4 separate regions of the Mus musculus genome follow, and regions 2, 3 and 4 are each linked to region 1. A link is a contact called in public HiChIP or PLAC-seq data. All regions are on one chromosome and are shown on one strand. The core of a region is the stretch at or near the end of the contact, and the rest is flanking DNA. Distances in the headings are between cores, read along the strand shown.

Evidence for each region. HiChIP or PLAC-seq counts read pairs in DNA pulled down with a chosen protein or histone mark.
Region 2: an H3K4me3 HiChIP or PLAC-seq map of embryonic limb bud shows a contact between it and region 1, with 5 times the contacts expected there. The contact joins the enhancer-like site here to the promoter of Nfib in region 1. A contact is called at or near these places in 10 of 39 promoter capture datasets (the 3T3-L1 cell line, 3T3-L1-derived adipocytes, the HPC-7 cell line and 6 more), 6 of 484 Hi-C or Micro-C datasets (the HL-1 cell line, the N1E-115 cell line, adipose-derived mesenchymal stem cells and 2 more), 8 of 115 datasets of contacts at active chromatin or transcription factors (the NIH/3T3 cell line, T-cell acute lymphoblastic leukemia, embryonic forebrain and 5 more) and 1 of 9 other capture datasets (embryonic stem cells).
Region 3: an H3K4me3 HiChIP or PLAC-seq map of craniofacial prominence shows a contact between it and region 1, with 4 times the contacts expected there. The contact joins the promoter of Zdhhc21 here to the promoter of Nfib in region 1. A contact is called at or near these places in 3 of 39 promoter capture datasets (the HPC-7 cell line, frontonasal cranial neural crest and hippocampal neurons), 4 of 484 Hi-C or Micro-C datasets (the HL-1 cell line, cerebellar granule neurons and embryonic stem cells) and 3 of 115 datasets of contacts at active chromatin or transcription factors (astrocytes, craniofacial prominence and embryonic forebrain).
Region 4: a contact with region 1 is called in an H3K4me3 HiChIP or PLAC-seq map of neural tube, with 4 times the contacts expected there. The contact joins the enhancer-like site here to the promoter of Nfib in region 1. A contact is called at or near these places in 11 of 39 promoter capture datasets (the 3T3-L1 cell line, 3T3-L1-derived adipocytes, the HPC-7 cell line and 7 more), 4 of 484 Hi-C or Micro-C datasets (the HL-1 cell line, cardiomyocytes, granulocyte-monocyte progenitors and 1 more), 4 of 115 datasets of contacts at active chromatin or transcription factors (embryonic limb bud, embryonic stem cells, extraembryonic endoderm stem cells and 1 more) and 1 of 9 other capture datasets (embryonic stem cells).

What each region holds. Positions count from the first base shown.
Region 1 is chr4:82,504,196-82,507,777 of GRCm38.p6, forward strand. It overlaps Nfib (nuclear factor I/B), which reads right to left and starts at 1,584. Exons shown (of 12, transcript NM_001113209.2): 1 at 536-1,584. The coding sequence starts at 565.
Region 2 is chr4:82,152,252-82,155,833 of GRCm38.p6, forward strand. No RefSeq gene overlaps it. Among named protein-coding and RNA genes, the nearest start is that of Gm11264, 88 kb to the left of the region's middle. Within about 2 kb of position 1,655, at least 7 of the 459 cell types and tissues checked have an H3K27ac peak or open chromatin away from gene starts, as enhancers often do. A contact at or near this core is called in embryonic limb bud, where this site is marked.
Region 3 is chr4:82,857,829-82,861,410 of GRCm38.p6, forward strand. It overlaps Zdhhc21 (zinc finger, DHHC domain containing 21), which reads right to left and starts at 1,845. Exons shown (of 9, transcript NM_026647.4): 1 at 1,662-1,845.
Region 4 is chr4:82,195,912-82,199,493 of GRCm38.p6, forward strand. No RefSeq gene overlaps it. Among named protein-coding and RNA genes, the nearest start is that of Gm11264, 130 kb to the left of the region's middle. Within about 2 kb of position 1,955, at least 27 of the 459 cell types and tissues checked have an H3K27ac peak or open chromatin away from gene starts, as enhancers often do. A contact at or near this core is called in cardiomyocytes and neural tube, where this site is marked.

The DNA.
Region 1 (3,582 bases), core at 334-2,833:
AGAACAGGACTTTAGGCACCCCAAAACGCAAAGTAATAAGTCCTCTGGACCACCACCTAGACTGGCGGCGTCACCCGCCCACTGTGGGCAGCAGAGTCCAAAGGCGCTCAAGCCTAGTTCTCAGCCCCTTGCCCAAGAGTCCATCTACAGACGCTCCCAAGCCGGAGTCCGCCCCACGCGCACCGGCCAGGGAGTGAGGGTGCCGCCGCGGCCACCACCGCCGCCGCTGCCTTCGCCGCAATCTCCTTAGGGGCGGACAGGGGCTCACGGCCGCAGGTCTCGGCCCTGCCCACCCCCAGCAGCCTCGCCCGCCCGGTGCCGGCTCTCCCCGCTCGGGCGCTGGGATGGGCGCACACGGCAGCCGTGGTCCCACGCCGCCCGCACAGCCCACCGCAACTCCGCACTACTTCTCGGGGAAGACCAGGGTGTGCCAAGGTTAGGCAAAGCCTTTGAGGGTCTGCAGCACAAGAGCAAGAAGACACAACAAAGGCGTCTGGGGCCAGAGAAAGCTCGAGAAAGCGACCAAGATAAGTACCTGAGTGAGACAGATGGGAGAATACATCATGACTTCGCCTTAAAACGCACTTTCCCGGAGATGCCCAAGAAAATCTTCCAGAAGCAAGGATTTCATCTATTCATTTTACAGTCATCTGAGCCCAGCGATGCGATCAATCAGGACGGGGCACTGCGCCGGTTCACCGCAACTTCGCAACAAACCCAGTCCTCCTTAAATAGCCAAAGATTCAAGTTCACTCGGCGAGCTAGATTTCCCGGGGTGAAATCCAATCTACACTTTTAACCCTCTTGCGGTTCGCGCGCGCCGGCCGAGCTCTCCGAGGCTGCCGCCGCTGGTGCAGGCTGCTGGTCGCCTGGTTTAGGGGATTTGTTTTCTGTTTTGCAGTTGTTGTTGTTGTTGTTTGTTGTTGGGGGTTGGGGTGCGCGAGGGTTCGGTGTGGGTTGGATTGGGGTGATGGTGGGTGGTGAAATGTTTTTTTTAAAAAAAGGCGGGGAGGGGGGCGCAGGAGGCCAGGCGGTGGGGAAAGCGAGGAGAATGTGTCACCGCGCTGGTAAAGTTCAAGGTTACCGCCGCCAACACTGCAGCAGGATCCGGGAGTGGCGATCGCAGGCGAAACTTTGCTGCGAGCCGACCACGTGTGTGCGCGAGGGGGAGCGCAAGCGAGTGCGCGCGGGTGGCGGGGCGCGCGCAGGAGAGGGCCGGGTGGGGGTGGGGGTGGGGGGGAGCAGGGAGAGGCCGGGGTGAGGGAGGGGGCGCAGGCGCGGAGCTCCCGGGCGGAAAAGCCTTTGCTGCGCTCCTGCCCCGCCGCACCGCCGCCCGCCCGCTTCGCCCCGGGTCTGACCCGCCGCGCGTGGACTCCGCTGCCGGTGCCGCTGGCCACAGCCCACGGAAAGGATCGGAAGGACCTCCTGAAAAAAATCCCAAACGATCGATCCCGCTTGGCTGCAAACTCCTCTTTTCTGTCCTGGGCTCTATTCCCCCTCCCTCTCTCGCTTTCTTTCCTTGAAAAACTTGCAAGTTGAAAGATTCACCGGTTCCACCCTCTGGACCCCGCTCGAGCTCTCTCCAAATCAGACTTAAGGATTGTTTTATTATTTAATTACACAATCACCGCTTTACTCCTCCTCCTCCTGCAAACGCGCGTTCCTTTTGCACCAGCCTCTCCACACCCCCCGCCCCCCACCTTCCTCCTCCTCCCGCGCGCCTCCCCCAGCCCTCGCGTCTCTCCCCCTCATTTGTTAAAGGTATCAGACCGGTGCCACAGTATTGGGACTTTTCTTTTCTTTTCTTTTCTTTTTTCTTTTTTCAAAAATAGCTCTTCTCTCTGCCACTCTTCGTTTACCCCCGAAAACCCGCCCAGGGAGAGGTTATTTCACTGCTCGCTGCAGACGCTCAAGACGCGAGAACATCCTAAGGGGAGAAGCCCTGAACCGGCCTGGGCCCAAGAAAGAAACGAATGGAAAATTCCCTCACACCCAGGCCGCCCCGAGCCGGGGCTAGGGCGCCGACTCTAGCACCCCAGGCGGCTGGAGGGAGAGGGAGGGTGGAGGCGGGGGCCAGAGTGAACTTGGCCTCCTGGAGTTGCAGCGGACGGGCGCGGAGCCCGGGGCGCGGCGGGCAGCCCAGCCCGGAGCTCGCACTGGCGATCGGAGAGGGGCGCCGGGGTCCCCAGGGTCCCCCGAGCCTCGCCGCAGCGGCCCGCCCTCCCCCGGCGCCCGGTGCACGTGGCCGCGCTCGGAGCGGGAAGGCCGCGCCACCGCTCGCCCCTCCTCTCCTCCTCCTCCTGCCGCGCTGGCCGCGTCCCAATCCCCACCCCCAGAGCCCGGGGCGCCGGCGGAAAGCGGCTCCCTTCCCGCGGGGGTGCGGGCAGGGCGGGGCCGCGGCGCGCCCGAGGCTGCGGGGCGGGAGCGCGCGGGGTGCGTGTGCGGCTGCGGGTCTCCCCGGCGGCTCCCGCCGGCTCCCCGCCCCGCCCCCCGCCGAGTGAATGAACTTGATTCCCGGGACCCTGGAGGCGACCGGCCAGCACCCCCTTTCGCGCGGGCACTCTCTCCCACACACACCGCCCCCCAAATTCCGGGTTTCCGCTAGGGGTGGGTGGGGAAATGGAGGAATCAAAGGCTGCCCCAGACAATGGAGAAAGAAAAGTGAGCGCCCGGGGCTCCATGTCGCCCTAGCTTGGGGCCGCCGAGCGTTTCCAGGCCCCCCGCGGCCTCCCGCTCCCACCCCGCGTCCTGGACTTTCCCCCCCTCAACTTTCTCCAGTCCTCGCACTCCTGACCACCGTGCCCTCCCCCAGCGGACCTGAAAGAACCAGTGACTTTTTCCTTCCCCAAGTGGAAGTTACCCACATCAAGCATTTCACAACGACACATCAAGAAAAGTAGGCAGGTTCAAGTCAACCATGAAATGGTCACTTTTTAACCCCGTCCTGTCCTCATTAGGGAAATGCTCAAACACAGTCCGTTTTCAAAAAGCGCTCTTAATGAGGCGAGCTTGCCAAGTCTACCAGCTGCAGCCCCTGTAAACCAAGAGCCTGGTGAAGAAAGGCGCAGGGGGTGGGGAGGCGGGGAGGGCGGCGGGTCTAGGAGGACAGGTAAAGTCGGGGGAAACTGTGAGAACCGGGGCGAGTTAACCCTTTAGGGCACGCGCCACGGGGAGCGGCCTCCGTGCCCCCGCTAGGCAAATCCTCTAGTTAGCGTTCTGACAACGTTAATTTCTTTTGTACTGGTCATTTCTTCTTCTTGAAAAGCTGGGACAAAGTTGACAGTCTTTATAGATGAAAGGAGGTGACAGTCGGGGTTAATCCAAATAAATACTCACTTCTCTCATAAATTTTAGGCAACCTCATCTTAACTTTTAAAAGAAAGACGGGACGGGAAGAGGGGGGGAATAAAAACGAACAATCCCAAAGCATCACTTTGTAGTGAGCTGCATCCCTTTTCTCACCCTCCCCAGAATCTGCGGGAGGGGGCGGGGACGCTCCACTGATAATACCAGCTTTAACTACTGGAGTTTCCCTTTGAACAAATATTCAATTTAACTGGAGTTAATTTACCATAAAAGACA
Region 2 (3,582 bases), core at 405-2,904, 350 kb before region 1:
CTATGCATAGAGGTGGCCTTTGAGACGTGCACATGTAGCCTATGCTGTCCCGGAGAGCAGACTTGATCTGCCCAAACCTGGGAGCTTAACAGTGGTACCAAATATTTTCCTTTTTTTCTGTTTTGTTTTGTTTGTTTGTTTTTGTTGTTGCTCAGGGTTTTTTGTCTTTGTTTTTTTGTTTGGTTTTTTTTTTGGGGGGGGGGGGGTGTTGTTTGTTTTTGCATATACAACCACTCTTCATATAGAATCTTTGATGACCACCAAACTGATCCAACAAACCAAAAAAATAACATTGTTTCACTTGGTGGGTGAATGTGAAAAGGGAAACCCAGATGCCTACCTTTTTTTCTGGAAGGATCTCTCAGTCCTATTAGCCTCTGCTGGTGTGACTCATGAATAAACAACAACAAAGCACCTCCATCTCTTGGGGAACTTCATGCAAACAAAGCCTGAAGAGTTTGAAGAACAAATGAGCTGCATATATTGCCATTAGCTCAACTCAAGGGCACCAATCTGCATCTGAGTTTGGGGCTTCCATGTCTTCCCCTTGGAGATCTGGATCTACCTGTCATTCCTCTTGCTCAGACTAGCTTCTGCCCCACTAAAAGCCCACAACTCTATCATTTCCTAACTTACTGGACCTGCAGTTCTGTGCTTTGCCAAGCATTCTGATATCTGCCCTCTCCCACCTCCCAGGGTTAAGCAGCGATCCAGTTTGGGCCAGAAGTCACTGGTAACGCATCTGCCCACTCCCCTCCTGCTTCTGAGAACCTAGGCCTGTTCATTTCGGCCCCCATTTTCAACTTTATTTTGTGATTTTTTTTTTATATTTTTGTACTTCTTAGACAACCTTACTCTCTTACTTAACTACTAAAATTGTTAAGTGTTGCTAACTGCAGTATTGAAAATAGAGAAACAAAACAGAAAAGGCTAGAAGGGAGAGGAAAGCCCCACTGCTAAGATTTTTATTTCAAGGGGGAGAGAAAAGACTTTGTGTTTCATAACAGAAAGCATTAAAACGATATAGTCTGCACACAATGAAAACCTTGTGCCTTATTAAAATAAATAGAGATTGCTCAAGGCGCCCATTACCTGCTTCTGGGAGCAATGGCAAACCTTGAGTTTGAAAAGACTTGAGTTGCTACACAATCAAACTTTGCCTGGTAGCAGCTGATAACACAGCAGTTTCCAGAAATCTACTTTGTAGATTGTGTAGATCAGCAATTTCCAGGGCTCTGGGAGACTGCACTCTGTGCTCAAGCAGCCTACAGAACAGAGACACATTGCTGGAAGAGTTCCTCGTTATCTTAGGATGAAAACTGCAGAGATCTGACCTGGCAAAGAAGTCACAACCCAGGACCATAAGGGAAGGTTGATGTCTCCATACTGATACCCTAGTTTCCATAGGACTAGTCCCTCACTGGCCTGCTCAGTTGGTCCCCTCTTCAACCAGAGGACCCTGCTGGAGATCCTGGGTAGATGTCAGGTAGCAAACAGCCAGCCTCGTGGCAGTTCCTCACTTAGGTTGGAAAACAGGCACCTGGTCTTCATTAACATCCTTGCTGTAGTTAATGTGTTGCAGGTGTGAAAGTGTGTGGCTGAAATCTGACGAAACACCTGTCTTTTGTGGCACCATTAGATCCGCCTAGTGTGGGACACGACCCCCTCGGGTGTGCTTTCTCCTGCCTTGAAAGCCACAGTAAGCATTGTCCTGTAATTACAAAATCAGAGTCATCATTGCTGGGAAGAATTCCTTAACAAATTATACCTAATTAGTCTGAAATTACCTTTAATTCATGGTGAAACCATAGGCTTAACTGTGTTCTATAACACCTTCCTTTTTATCTTTATGCAAATATGATTATACACTATCAAACTGGCACCACCAGGCATAAAAACAGCTGCAGCTAGTTCTTTGGTTACTAAATGGGAACTGGACGGGTGCCATTGATTATGTTTTCTGGAATGCTGCATCAAAAAATAATAATAATATCAGCCAGTTCCTTCCCTGTGAATTCTAGTTTTCCTCCCTCCCACGGAAGCCTAATTGAAAGCTGTTCAGTGGAGCACCCTCGACGTCCCCCTCCCCTGCCACGTTTGCTGCGGACACATGTGTACCTTTGTCACCATCCAGTCTTTTGAAATGCCACAACGTGTCAAAACATGTCTCACTTTATTTCTGATCACAGTGCCCTTTCGATATGACTCCTTTGTCTCCCATTCTCATCTCCAATCACCAAGAAGTCTTGGGGATCGGATGCATAGGATTCAACATTGGATGCAAAAGTTGCTTCTGGAGCAGACATTGTTCTATGCGCTTTACACAGCCCCTTCCTCCTGCCATCAGACCCCACGATGTGTCCTGTTGTGGTCCCCATTTTGCAGGGAGGGAACTGAGACATGGAGAAGTTGTATCTTAGAGGACCTGGGATGGAAGACACAGAGTGAGGATTTTCACCTGACCCTTCTGTGTCCAGCATGATCTTGTCAGCTACAATGTGTATATTCTACAGACTATATTTTACCTTGCTCATTTCCTGTTCTGTTGTTCTTCTCAACAGTATATAGGAGGGAATTCTCTCCAGTCAGGTAGCAAGAACAGGTAAAAAATGGATAAAAGAATAAATTAATGAATAAATAAATAAAGGCTAGCTCCTCCCTTTGTCCCACACACTTTGTATTGTAATCGTATTTCCTCCTCCCTACATGAATGGACTTTTGGAGCTCAAGTCATGATTCTTGTTTCTTTCAAAACAAAGCAATTCTGTGTATGTCACTTGTACTAAAATATATATATATATATATGTTTTTAAGTGGATCATACTTGGGAAACATTTGTTCTGAATTAAAAACCATTTTGATCCTTCTGCAATTAAAATACTAAATACTTCTGTTGGCATTTATGGTTTCTGTTCTTCTGTGTTCTCTAGCTAAGCTCTTTTTAAAAAATCAACACTGGCTTTTCCATGGTCATAGAAAACATAGCTTGTGTCACTCCTGAACACAGCCCAACTGCAGGTTGGCTGAAGATTGCCGCCACCTTTGAAAAGACACCCCCCAGGCCACATCTGAGTTACTGCTGAAGAAGTATGTGTTTTTCAAGTATAAAGGTAATAAATGTCTTGAATAATTTCAGGCTTGGTATTCTAGGGCAAACACATATCAGTCAGTGATGTTGTACCAGGCACCTCTGTAAAATGTTCTGTCTTCTCCTGGAATGCAGAGACAAACTGGTTAAACTGCAGCATGCCTGGTGAGGCAGTTTTGGCTAAATACTACTTTTGTGAAGTATCAATCAAGTAAAATAAAAAGTGATTCCCTGATGCTTGTTCATAACAAATATCGAGATCCATCGGTGGCTATTTTATTTATGACATTGCTGTTTTATCGCCAACAAGAGTTGACTAAAAATCAGCTTTGAGGATCTTAATCAGAATCAAAAATGCTGTTTTCTCATGTAAGGCCTTCCATTCAGGTTCACACTACTGCCTTGGAGAAGGCAGAGCCTGCTCAGAGAAGGCCAGTTCAGTTCACACTCCTGCACCATGCAAATCCACACAGCCGGCCCACAGCTGAGGATGG
Region 3 (3,582 bases), core at 595-3,094, 350 kb after region 1:
CTTCCCCAGTTATGCCTGATAAATTTATATTGCTGCAACACACAACATCCTATGCTGAGCCGTTTCCATAGGTTCCAAGTGGACATTTCCCAGAGTTCTTAGTCTCTCTACTACTACATGTGCTTTCCCAATAGAATTCTGAATTACCCATTATGAATTAGAGAAGTCAGGCAGTGGGCACATAAGTGAAAAGGTTATGACCAACTGATTTCTTTTTGTCTGGATCCTAATGGACGTACCGATACGTAGGTACTTAGGTATTTAAATTTTCGTAAGTAAACAAAGCTTGCTTAGACATCAATTTCTCTTAAACATGTACACTGTGTTTATTCTAGCTACAGCTCCTTAAGTATTAACAGAGCTCTCCATAGTTTGAAGACATCTAATATAATTCTGCTGTTTTACAGTCAAATTGAATTCTGGAGGTCTTTCTTTTGTTTTTTTTTTTTTGTTTTGTTTTTTTTTTTTTTTTTTTTTTTTTTGGTCATGAGGTAAATGTTCACCGTGGATCCTCCTCACCATGTCAAAAGGGTGTTAAGTTAAAAGCAGACATTTCCCAGACAGACATGAGAAAGCTTGAAAGATCACCGCTTAGAAAAACGTAGCCTGGCTACCTAGTTGTATAGATGAGAAAATAACACTGGATCCCTGGCCTACCCATGACCCCATAGCTGGATAGTACAGAAACCAAAAGCGAATCTGGCTTTTCTGTCTTCAACTCCAAACTGTATCTGGTTTTTTTTTTTTCCCCCAAATGATTTCATACCACTTCTCCTCTTCAAAAGCCTTACTACTGAGAGGGCACAACTAAGGTGGCAACAGGGTACCCTCTGAACTTTATCCGTGGATCTCAAGCTCTGGAAGAACTTAATGAGATACTGCACCAAACCCTTTCATCTAGGAATGGCACACACTAAGCAGTCATCAAATGGTAACGGCTATCATTATCTTTTACCACAAAGTAGGGAGTGAATTTGGGGTCGGGGGGGGGAGGGTGAGGGGTATGCATATTAGCAGTGGGTGGAGGACCCATTGGACAAGTCTTTTAAACTTACACTTAATTACCCTTATTTGCCCTTATTTTGGGCTGAAACTTTACACTGATTTATGACCCACCCACAATGACCTTGATTTTTACCCAGCCCCTCCTGTACTTTTATGAACTGCTATATTGCAGTATTTTCAAGTAATGACCGGCCAGGTCCTCTTAGCCCTGGAGATACAAACATCTTCCACTGACTCATACGGTATCTTAAAATGTGACCCAAATACATCTCGAGAAAAGACCATAAATTTTAAACGACCAGCGCAGGTTACGTTCAGCGAGTGATTACAGGGAATGGTAACAAGTGCAAAGTGCTGCCATGCGGAAAGCCATTTTCTCAAAACAGCCGGTGCGGCCGGCCGAGGGAGAGGAGGGAGAAGGTCAATGGAGGTGCACGGTTTTCTCCCAGAGGGTCCTCTGCAGCTCCGCACCAGCGACCTCGAAATGAATGAAACGCTCGGTCACGCCGACAGCCCGGGCCCCGGGGGTGCAGGGACGCCAGAGTCCCGGGGAGAACTCGGCGGATTTCTCTCCCCACCCCAGCCCATTCAGGGCCGCGGTCTCCGGGAGGGATGCTGCATGGCAGGTGCGGGACCGCCCGCCGGCCCACACTCACCGCCGCCCGCTCCGCCGCTTTCCACTCGGCTCCGCGCCTCCGCCGCCCAGGCCGGGCCGCAGTCCCCTTCCGCTTCCGGGAGCCGAGGCGCCGGGACCGGCCGAGTGGGTGTCGGCATGCCCGCGCGCCCGCGCGGAGGCACGGCCGCCGTCGCCCTCTCCGCTTCGCGCCCCGGAGCTGCGATGGGAGCCGCCGAGGGCCGAAAGACCTGAAAGCGCTCGCAGCCCAGCGCTGCGCCCGGCCTACCTTCGTCTAACCTACCTGTGCCTCCCCGCCCTGCATCCCGGCCCTGCCCAGGCGGCCGCACACGCGTGTCCCCACACCCTCCCTGCCTAGGACCAGCCTCAGCCTTAAGCAGTGCTCGCTTCCTCCTTCTGTCGGGGAACAGGCCTCTCTCCCCAGTGACAGCTATGGATTTTCCAATGTTACCTTGCTTCAAAATTTAGTCTGCAACATTGACATCTTCTGGGATTCTGGAGAGAATGCAGTCTCAGGCCTGCTCATTCCGTACCTGAATTTTAATTCAGGATCTGGAGGTGACACCTATCAGTGCACCCCAAAGCAGCAGTGTTCATCTTTAGGGCCTTCAGACCCTCTTTTGGGATACCCCAGCCATTGGAGGTTTTTCCAATTCTTGTTGGCAACCTAAATCCGCATTCAAATCATTTTTAAATGCATTTCAGATAATCTCTATAAATTGTCAGCGCTCCAATCAGTGACACCTAGGAAAAAAAATTAATGAACGCAACAGCTCAAATAACCCATCTCCCAATCTAAGCTGTTATCCTCACAAACGCCTGAGATACAATAATATAATATAAATATAATAATATAATATAATATGTTATATTATATATAATATAATAATATAGCTTTTTGCACGTCACTCCTAAATAGTGCCGTGGAAAAGTTTATACTGTATGGAGATAGCTGGTTATGCCTACATGTCCCAGAAGAAGATCATGTGTGGATGGGAGAGGAATTCCCTGCTGTAGGAAGTCTGTACTTCTTGTTGAATGGTATTGAGAGCCTTCCAGAACAAACTGTTCCCGGTGGTACCTGTTACTCAGGTCCTGGGACGACAGCTGTACTAACTCTAAAGTTACCTTCAACTAGCTTGTTCCATTTCCTGACAAATCCCCTTAATTTCATTCCCCTTAAAAAAAAAAAATCTTCTACTTCCCCACTGATAGGGGCAGGATAGGAAGACAAAGAAAACAAGGGAGTGTGGGAAAGGGGGAGGCCTCTCACGCGGAGACCTAGCTTTCCTCCTGGCTGTGTGTCAAGAAACATCAACACAACCACTAAAGCCAAGGCTGTCTCCAAGATAGTGCTCATTCTTCCCTCTACATCTCAAACAACAGTGTCACAGTCACTGTGGCAGCTACTCAGGGCCAGGGTGATTGCAGCCTTGACTTTAACCCTGTTAGCAGTACTCTCTCAACTCTAAATCTAAACAGAAGCCTCATAAAACCACCTGACAATCTTCTTTACAAAAGGGGCGTTCTTTAAGATAAGAGAAATAAGTAAATCATGACTTTCCTTTATTTTTAAACTGTTCTTAGTTCTTAAGCTTTGTAAATTACATCTTTTGAGCAAGTTAACTTAGCTGCAGAATTATATGTGTATGTATACATATATACATATACACATATATGCACATATATGTATATATTGCATATGTGATATATATACCATAAAGACTCCCAGCATAACTGCTCGCTCTTGCTCTTTCTCTCTCTCTCTCTCTCTCTCTCTCTCTCTCTCTCTCTCTCTCTCTCACACACACACACACACACACACACACACACACACAAAGTCACGTCTCAGATGTGTACTATTGTCCTTTCCTCAAGACAGACTGGCTTCCTCTCTTGTGCTTGTGTGTGTGTGTATGTGTGTGTCCTCTGTCCCACAGTCT
Region 4 (3,582 bases), core at 705-3,204, 310 kb before region 1:
AGTACGAGATAAGAAAGTCTCACTCCTCTTTGCTTGGCAAGATATAAAAATGATAAAAGTAAAAAGATCTGTTTCAACTTGTCCAGGTAAAATTGGAGCCTATGGTTGATGGGCAGTAAAGAAGAAAATCAAGAGAAATTAGATACATGGCTTATAAATTCCTTTTCATGTTAAAAATCTGTGATAAACATAATACAGTCAGTTGATCCCTCTAACAGGAAGGGGTGGAACCCGACAGGCTTATTTCCTTTTTTCCAAATGCCACCTTACAGCTGTGGTCTTGTGGTAAAATGGCTGGTACAATTAGAAACCAAAATTAGAAAGCCGGCAACCACAAGAGGAAAAGGCTGGGAACTACTTGAGGCCCTGACCCAGAAACCCAGCCAAGGGCTCAGCTCAAGTTGAAGTTTTGTGGCACACATGGTCCCTTAGCCTGTAGCCCCACAGAGGGCATCTCTACGCACCTCACATGCATACCAGGAAGCCCTCATGCTCACTCAACTGCGACTTTTCAACAGATCTTGGAGAGTAGGAACACTGGATAATCAGCTACTCAGCTAGAGACCATAACTCAACTCATCACAGGGCGTCGTCAGCACTTCTGCTGCCATGGTACTCTGTCAGAGAGATCTACAAGTGTTTCTCATCAGAACCCCTGATAGGAGCCTCCCTGACTTTGAGCTATGGATTTTATTGTTATTTTAAAGAAAAAAAATATTGTCAAACACATGAATTTTATAACATCTGTTTTCATTCCAAATTCCTTTTTTCCCAGAGACGTTTCATCAGTAAGAATTACCATCGAAGACCCAGGAATTTGAAAACTTCACAAACTTGTATACAAAAAAAAAAAAAAAAAAAAAAAAAAAAGAACAAATTGTCAAAGTTGTGGACTTAGAGGCACAGGAAAGGAGGATGCCAAGCAGTCACACTGGTCCTCCAGCCTCAGTGATACCACATGGGGAAAGGAACACATAACACATCTCTCTTTCTTTCTAGTTGTGTCACAGCATAACGATGAATGCCAAGATTCACCGCCAGTTTAAAATGATTCCATTATGAGTCCCAGGCTGACAGACGAATGTACATTGTGCTCACGCCTAGGGAGAGCCACAGAAGATTAGAAAAACACACTGAAACCTGCAAACCTGAGGCACAGCCCCTGACCCACCAAGGATACTCAGCTGGGTCAATAACACTTGCTTCTTTAACAAATACGGCCATGTGATATTACTCCTCTATTAAAACAATCCTTCTGAGCTGGTCTGTTTATGTGAATTAAAATAAAACATTGTGATAGTGAATTATGCCACAATTAGTGAAGTTTCAGAAAGGAAAACACTCACGGATCATATTTTATAGCCACGTCACCTAAAATATTATGGTTAGTCTCTGATTTATCAGCCATAATGATCTGTAGGAGGGAAGATAGCTTTGTATTTTTAAGGGGAGAAAGAGGAAGATGTGAGCCATCCAGTGGCTGATTTACACTGTTTCCCATGGCAGTGAAATAGTGCAGCAGAAATGGGGAAAGGTGAAATTGTAACAGTCTGACCTGCAAATCAAGGCTAGAATACTCTCTTCACTCATTTTGGTGACATTTAATACTGGGACCAGCCTTTCGAGTTAGCTGCACTCTTCCCCCAGAATTACAAACCGTACATCTTGTGGCTCTCAGACCAGAGAATGATTGCACAGAGCAGAGAGGGAAACACCTAGAGATAGCAGCAGGCAGACCCATGCGTGTTCCCATCACAGCTAACAGAAGTGGCATCGCCTCCAGAGCCCACAGCTCTGACTCAAACACTGGTAACGTTCAAAGGATGCCGCAGAAATTCCACTTGTGCCTGTTGCCAGTCATATGACATGTCTCTAATGGTGTGTTCTAGGCGCAGAGTCTGGCAACTGGGGTATGCTTAACTCAAACTAAGCTGGGGTTTGGATGAGCATGTCTGCCAGTCTCCAAGTGTACTTAATACAAGCCAGAGCTGGGTCAAGAGAATGTCATTTGGTATCACTACAAGGACAGAGGCAAAGGCTATTTTAAGAACAGTATGGTTTTGGGTGATCTCTGTGAAGTTTACGAGTAGTCAGAGAAGGGAACATAAAACTTGCTCTATACATATAATTAAAATACAGGGTAACGAAACTCATGTGTAAGTAATAGGCCAGCAGTGAGGAGCCAGGACCATAATAAGCATCCCGGTTGAAGGGAAAGGCAATTTGTGGTGCAGCTTTCAAATTCCTACTTTAGTGAACGGATTTGGAAAGCTCACGGAGAGTCTTCCTGGCAGGGTAGTTTACTTTCATAGGCTTTTCATTTAAACTCTTACCCCCAAAAATAGCAGCTGGGTTTGGTTTTGTTCTGGGGGATGTTTGTTTGTTTGTTTGTTTGTTCTTTGTTTTTTTTCTGCAGGAGAAATCACAATTCTATAAATGAATTACTCTTTCACGGGAACAAGCAGCTGAGTTTAAATGTAATCCGTGTTCCCTGTTGTCTGTCCATCAGGCTGTAGAAAGCGTGATGACCCCAAACACCAGCTTCCCTGAGATGACCTCTCACGTCCATGGGACTTACCAAATTCCAAAGAACATTCTCCAAGCAGCAGGTTTACAAAACAGAGACAAGGGAATGGGGTAGGAGACTTTACAACAGACACTATCAACTATTGTGCCCTTTGCTCTATGTGGACCAAGTGTCTTTCTGATTGACTAAATGAGCCACTCTGTCATTTGACAGTCTAGTGTGAGGAACTCCCTACTCCTCCCAAGATGGGAATGCTACTGAAAAATTGGCAGACCTCCTTTGTGACCCAAAGCTGGCACCAGAGGTGATTCACTGTGATTTCTAATAAGCCCTATAAAACAGACCCCACCAACCACCAACCAGATTTATGTGGCGACAGGAGAGGAGGTAAGACAATAATAGATCAACAGATGATGAAAGAACAAAAGTCTCTCCGCAGAGGTTAGGGTTATAAGTAAAGAGGAATCAGGGGAAAAGTCTTAGGCATGGGGCATGGCCTCCAGAATCTGGACATCCACACCATACATGAAGATTTTGGAGAGAATAATCTCTCTTTGTTTTAGATGAACTGATTGTTTGAATCAGAGTCTATACTGAACTGTAAAAGACAACAGTGAAAAGAACCTCAGACCTCACGTTGACTAATGTCAGATTACCTTTAAATTAATGTGTGTATCCGTGTGTCTGTGTCTCTGTGTGTGAATATACACCCATGAGTGATGGTTCCCATGTAGACCTGAAGATAACATCAGACCAGATTGAGTTGCAGGTTGTTGTGAGCCATCCAACATGCTGGGCACTGAGCTTGGGTTCAGTTATGGAAGAGGAACAGAAAGTTTCATTACCTTCCCAGCCCACATCCTCCTTGAGTAAAGGTCTCCACAGTCAGTACTGAGCCAGCAAAATTCAACATTGCTGAGCAACCTTCTGCTTCAGGAAGCAGAGTGTAAAGCTAGATTCTGCCACAGACAAATCTGACCTCAGGTCTCAGCCTCCTCTTTTAGCTCTTCATTCAGCTTCCTGTTTTTTGTGTCTTTTGAGAGCATGCTCCTCTT